Linked DNA regions of Gossypium hirsutum: region 1 is linked to region 2. A link is a contact called in public Hi-C data. All regions are on one chromosome and are shown on one strand. The core of a region is the stretch at or near the end of the contact, and the rest is flanking DNA. Distances in the headings are between cores, read along the strand shown.

Evidence for each region. A called contact is a pair of places that touch in the nucleus more often than the background predicts.
Region 1: a Hi-C map of leaf shows a contact between it and region 2, with 2.2 times the contacts expected there. The contact joins the promoter of LOC121219876 here to the promoter of LOC107944256 in region 2. A contact is called at or near these places in 3 of 34 Hi-C or Micro-C datasets (all in leaf).

What each region holds. Positions count from the first base shown.
Region 1 is chrD08:56,345,810-56,349,415 of Gossypium_hirsutum_v2.1, forward strand. LOC121219876 (putative gamma-glutamylcyclotransferase At3g02910) reads left to right here and starts at 1,682. Exons shown (of 1, transcript XM_041098489.1): 1 at 1,682-2,663. The coding sequence starts at 2,083. The coding sequence ends at 2,583.
Region 2 is chrD08:56,188,413-56,191,873 of Gossypium_hirsutum_v2.1, forward strand. LOC107944256 reads right to left here and starts at 1,993. Exons shown (of 3, transcript XM_016878077.2): 1 at 134-1,993; 2 at 1-51. The coding sequence starts at 661. It overlaps LOC107944255, which reads right to left. Exons shown (of 5, transcript XM_041098486.1): 5 at 2,362-2,628.

The sequences.
Region 1 (3,606 bases), core at 432-2,931, 160 kb after region 2:
TCCGCTGCCTCTATTTCCTTTGTCCTCTTAACCCGTTCAACATGTTCTGTTGATTATGTTTGCCAATCATTTCTTTTGATTGATAATCTAACAACTTTAACGAGACATTTACCACTTGTCATGCCAATTATTTCTTTTGATTGATAACCTAACAACTTTAACGAGACATTTACCACTTGTCACGGACATCTCATGTTACATTGATAATTTAACAAGAAATCAATGAAAGACAAATTGATCTATTATGAAATTATATGTGACGTAAGAAGTTAACCCTTATATATACTTTTCCTACTCCTTAACAATGAGCCTCTCTCTCTCTCTACTCATCCTCTTCTTTTGGTGCTTCAACTATTCCTCCCTATCTTCATCTTAGGACTCTTTTCCCTTATTGGATGAATTGTATTTCCTCCATTGTTGGCCTTTCTCCTTCAACTCATATTTTTACCATTATATGAACAATAAATTTAATAATTTACATTTTGGTATCTTGGTCTACAACTTGTTTTTTTTTCTTTTTTGTCTGGGGTCTCCAATTATCCAAGAGTCACATTAAAACTTGAATAAATTAGAAGTCAAATCAAGTTGGATCTTTAAATGGAAGGCAAAATTCTTTTAAAATTATTTTTTCATCTACAAAGCTTGAATCTAAAGATTTTGTTGTTGTTGTTTTTTTATCTAAGTCCTCTCTATATTCAATAGTCACATTAGAATATGACTAAAACTAAAGTCAAGTGGGATTCCTAAAAAGAAGTACAAAGCTCTCCCAAAGATACTTATTCCATCAACTTATTACTTGAACCTACATCTTTAACCATGAATGAAGCTAGCTTTCCGACTATATATTCAAAATCTTGGAGGGGTAGTCTTCGGTAACTTGAACAACAAACCAAAACAAAGAGCTGAAAACTTAATGATGCAGTGTTGTAGGTTTGTAGTATTGTTGCCCTACCATATCATGGCAACCTATATAGAATTTAGGAGAAGTTGATCAGATACAATGCAAGCAAAGCGATAAAGCGTGCGTGGTGTATAAATTAAACCGAGATTACACATAAACCGATGCAATGGAGGGGATATTTGTTTGGGCAGTGTACAATGTACAGGCAAGAATGTACATAGGAACATGCCTTTCTGCACCACCACAGTTGCATCTCTCCATTGTCTCTTTGTATAGTTTGCATCCTCCACCAATCTTTCAATGTGATTACCTTTTTTTTTTTTTATCTTTTGGGTATGTGAGGATGTGGAATTTGATGGAGTTAGGATAATATTAGAGTGCATAAAATATCTAATATATGAGGCGTTGAAATCAAAGCAAATTGTGGGTGAAGTGAAGCAAAGAGGAGGAGAAAGGAAGCCTATCATTTAGTTCACAAATTTTGAGGACTGGAACATGGGATGTAAGGCATGTCATGTGGGGGCATAGAACTTGGAGGTCCCCTTTTGGTATTTGTCCACACAGATAAATTTCACTGTAGCTTCTTTGTTTCATTGGATGTTTCACATCAGACATCTATATCTATCGCTTTCAGTTTCATTTTTTTCTTTTTTAATTCAGTAGCGCATTTTAGGGACTCGTGCCAATTCGAATGGCGACAGACATACGCACACGAATGCTATTTCCTTTTTTCCTTATTAAATAACAATAAATGAATTGGAGTGGGTATCAGGTGAAGCCAAAGTAAGTGGAGAGTGGCGTAGATGGTTCTAATTTAATTAATTAAATTGCCGATCGGAGGTTTTTCTAGATGTTGGATAACGCGCTTTGCCAAGGGACTCAAGAGCACCCAGCATCTTTGGTCAAAACCATCATCTATTTGACTATCCATTGTTTTTTTTTTTTTGCTTAAATCATCTCTCACATTCAAGATTTGAGGTATGAATCTTGGATTGGGCATATTCATAAAAGTTGGGCAGGCTTTTCTTTCCCTAAATGGGTTTTGAATCCTGGATTGGTTTCATTCAAGAGGGCTTTTAGCCCATCGCAATGCCGTCCGAACAAGGAAATAGCGTTTTTTATTCACACTTTTCTCATCTAAACCATCTTCCTTTTTTTCTCTGTTTCGCCCGCCGATCTCCATGGCTGAAGCCAGTAGGACGCTGCTCTTCTGCAATGGAACTTTGAAACAAGGCCATCAAAACCATTTCCTAATGCAAGACCTTATCCGCAAAAAAGACGCTAATTTTTTAGGACCCTATGTGATCCATCAATCCCACCCACTTGTTATAGGCCCACACGGCATCCCCTACCTCATCAACCACCCTGGATGCGGTCATCGAGTGAAGGGCGAGTTGTACCCTGTGTCCGCTCAGGGACTAGTACGAGTGGATGAACTGGAAGGCACCAGTATCGGACACTACGAGCGATTACCCATTCAAGTGTGCGAAGAAGGGAAAGATAGCGTCTTGGTGGCGGCGCAAGGTTATTTCGCTCATCGGAGTTTCGGGGAAAAGTTGTGGGAGAGGAAAGGGAAGGTGGGTTTGGCGGAGTTTGGGGATAAAGAGGGAAAAGAGGATGGGGCTCCAGGAAGCGGTAGTATTCTTCATGATATTGCATCATTTATCACCTCTGATGATTAATTTGCTCCTTTAAAGTGCAGTTTGAATCAAATAAATTGTATGGTTACAATTGGTTTTATACGAAGTTTCTTTGTTTTCTATTCTGTGGAATTAAATTTTATATTTTTGTAATAGTTTTATTATTTTAATAGTATGTTTTTTTTATAATTTTTAAAAGAAATTAAAATATAATTTTATTATCAATAATTTAAAATTTTATAAATTATAAAAAATTTAAATTAAAAACCTACCAGGTTTATTGTAACCAGTGATATCCTTGATTGGTGCTTGGCATCCCCTAAAACCATATTTAATTAACGACCCTTCCAACGTGGATGTTATTATGGACTCGTTTCAAAAAATATATATGTAATGAGGAAGTTACAACAAGTCTCATACAATGAGAAGGAACGAGGTTAACAACATACATGTACTTAAACTAAATCATAATAATAATTTAAATTGCGAGTGAACAAATTTTAAATAGATAATTTATTAAATTAAAAATATTAAATATACTTTAATTGTTTATTACTGTAATATTTGTGTAAGCAATAAAGAAAAGCTCACGTTGGACTTTGATTAGCTTGCTAACGGGAGATTGATTAAAATATTTTATTTCAAAAAATTGAATAATTAAATCGAAATAATTAATAGTTAAATGACCAAATTAGAATCAAATACATATTTGGGTGGCTATTTGTATAGTTTACCCTATAATTTAACTAAATAATATATATTTTGTAACATAATTTATTACATATGTTTACCTACAAAAAAACTCTAATTTTTTAAAAGTATATAATTAAATTTTTTTATTATATTTTATATTTATTTTTAATTTAAAAATAATATAGCCATTAACTAATATATTTCATTTATAATTTTATTTATACATATGATACGATTATTTTTTATGAAATTGTTTTATCAACACGGTACTAGTGATTAAGTGGCACTTATGTAAAGATGAAACTTAATTTAAGTTTTCAACCTTTGATCAAATGTTTTTGAGAATCATGGATAAAAAATGTGACTTACACC
Region 2 (3,461 bases), core at 743-3,242:
TAAGATAGCTCTCCCGTAATACTCCTCTGCTCTCTCCATATCCTTTTCCACCTGCAAAACCATAATGCAATATCCATCAGATTTTCAAAAGATAAAAACTTTTCTATGTATTATTGATGTCAAACTTTTTTACCTCGTGTAAGAACCTGCCGTAGTTTCTCAAAAGAAGTGGATCACCGGGGTTTAGTTTCAACATTTCACGATAATAATCGCCCATCTTCCTCTTATCACCGTACGGATCATCTCCGTTATCACCGCCGATTTTCCCGCCAGTTCCAAATCCATCACCGGAAAATCCAATTTCTTCCATCGAGATCCCGAATTCCGTTCGGAATCCGCCGTCTATTTCATAATCCGACACATACTCCTCCTCCGGTATCCCCGCCGTAAAACACCGAGATCCACCAGGAACCCGAGTCTCCGACTTGATAATATCAGTCTCAGACAAAGCTCGCCTTATTTGCGCGCGAGATTCCTTTGGCTTCCGTTTATCCATAGGGAAATGCAACGATACTATCGGAGAGCTAAGAGAGAAGCCAGATCTCTCACCGGGGAAAACTGCACCGAAAGAGCTTTGACGAGAAAGAGAAAGCTTGGGAGAACCGGGCAGAGCTGATGAGGTGACCGGAAGTGAACCCGCTCTCAAGATAGCAGCTTTCATAACTGGAAGAGCTTTTGATTCTCGACTTTGTTTTGTCAAACTTTGTAGTGTCAGTTAGAGATTAGGCCTTTGGAGGGGGAAGCTTTGCATTAATATAGATAAGTAGGAGCCGTTAGATGTGGTGACGGTAGTTGACTTGAAGAGAATGAGATGGGGACAAGTGTAAATAGGAGCGTGAGCTTAGGCATGAGCGTGGCGTCGGCTTTGGTGAAGACTGGAACACTTTTTTATATCTTTTTATGGGGTCACGTTAAAAGGATGATTAAGAAAGGTCGTGCTGCCACCTGTTAGAGCAAGTAACTTCGGGTTGGGACCCGCATGCAATTGTACGGATTTCCGAATAAAGTGATATTTAAAAATTAATTAATAATAACTCATAAAATTTTAAATAAAAAATAGATTAAATTATAAACAAAATAAAATTTAATCAAGTAAATACATCATATTAATAATATTAAATATACAATAATTATTTATCATAGTATTGTCATCAATATCAAATTAGTGTTGCCAACTAAATTAATAACATTTTAATATATACTATTGATGGATGTAATAAAATGTGCACTATACAATTAAAATATAAATAATATTATATTAAAATAAAATTTTAGTTTAATGATAAAATTAATGTTTTATTGATGTAAATAGCATGTGTTCGGACCCAACTATATGTAAATTTTTATTAGTTTTAAAAAAAATAAAAATACTAAAATAGAAATTTATAAAAATACATTTCCGTAATTAAAATAAGTTTTATTATTTAAGAATATTTTAATATTTTCATTTTAACATAAATCAATAAAAATATGCTTATGCTGAGTCTTGAAACCCCACAAATTAAACTAGTAAAATCTTAGATTACCACTCAACCAAAGTTTTATTTTCATTTTTTTTATACAATTTTATTTTAATACGCACAACATCTTATCTACATCAGCTGTATATATTAATAATGTATTTGATTGAATTTGTGTTATAACTTAACTCGACACTAACTCAAGATTGGTGACAACACAATGATAAACAATTAAATCTTATTTTTTTAATTATAATATTATGCATATTTCACGTGTTATTATTAATTAATTTCAAGACACATGTTTCATTATTTATTGTATGTTATTTTTAAACACGCATTTGTATTCTAAATTTATGATTTTCATACGTATATGAGTGTGATAAGATTTTTAATAGATAAATAAATAAATTTAAGAAATGAGTGAAATAGTTAAAAAGGATATTTACTATAAAAAATAATGTTTTAAAAAAGATTAATTACTTTTAAAGATAATTATTATCATTATTTGATAAATTGATGAGGAGTTCTTAACTCGAAGTGGAATTAAAATATGAAAGGATATTTAAAATATTAAAACCTAAAAGAATTAGATGGATGGCTGTTTGTTTTTTTTGGTTTTAAGAATTTCATTATAGGTCCTAATCCCATCTAATTTTTTTCTACACAATATTTATAGCTATACGTAGTTCTTTCTCAACTCATAAATAAGAGGATGATGCGCTTCAGTACACTCAAACTCATGTCTTCTTACATCGTCAACAATGTCCATATCAATTGAATTAAGACTCAATTGATATATATCCATAAATGAATTCTCTAACATCCTCCGAACCACAAAAATTTAGCTCTTGTAGTAAAATAAAATTGATATATATATATTTAAAAAGGAAAAGAAGGGGAACCACAAATATTTAGTTATTGCATTAAAATAAAATTGATATACATATAAATAAAGGAAAAGGGGATGTTCCCTAAAAGTTCCAAGGATTGGAAGGATTGCAAGTTATGGGCAAAGGCAGCAAATGGATTTGGTTGTTTCTGTGTACCCATGCTGTGTTCTGCAGAAAAGGCTATGAGATAAAAAGTCCCATCTGATCCGAAGTTGAGTTTCGGGGAGAAAAGGGAATTAAAAATTGAAGTGAACAGCTGTTGAGGGCCCCTTCCTCTGAATTTTATTTCGAACAATACTAATTTAGTTACAATCAACAAAGAAAGTGGGAGAAAGGAGTGTTCATTGCTACTGTGACAAAAGAGAAACAGCTTTGACAAGATGCAATGAAACAATCAAAATTTCACAACAATTGGGTCACCAAAGGACTTGAATACCATATGACACAAATAACTCACAAGCTTATGATTGGAAAAATTAATTGGAATTGAACCTAGGAGGATTCATTTGAGTAAGAATTTAAATCTTTTCAATCTGTTCAATTAAATCGAGGTTTAAGGATCCCTTTATTTTCCTTTCAAACAAAACGACGGGGGGTTGTGTTCCAGGTTTTACTTGGGAGCATGTGGGGTCACGTGCGTGGTTTTCTATGGGCTCCGCCTGGGGCGGGTTGCCGGCCCATGTGATTCCCATGAAATGAGATGAGAACTTTGCTGCTTGCTTCACCGCAGGATTGCTACATGATTCTTCGTATTCTATTTCTAGGTGGCATCTCTAACAATTAACTAAATCCTAGATTTATTACACGTGTCTAATATCTATAAACATGCAGCTGCATGAAACTTGTAATTATAATGTGATAAAAGTTTTCTTATTTATTTCTAGGATAGAGGACCATAAAATATAATAATACTAATAAATGAGGAGAAACTCTGAAATTTATATAATTGTACATTCTTTTACATTTTTTTCTACTATTTATATTCTAATAATTTTAACCTTGAATTTATCAATACAATTATTTTTTTCATTCATAAAAAATTTTGAATTAATCTGATATATTTTAATCTTAAATAGTTTGTATGAATTATTTTTTCTTTACTTCGAAC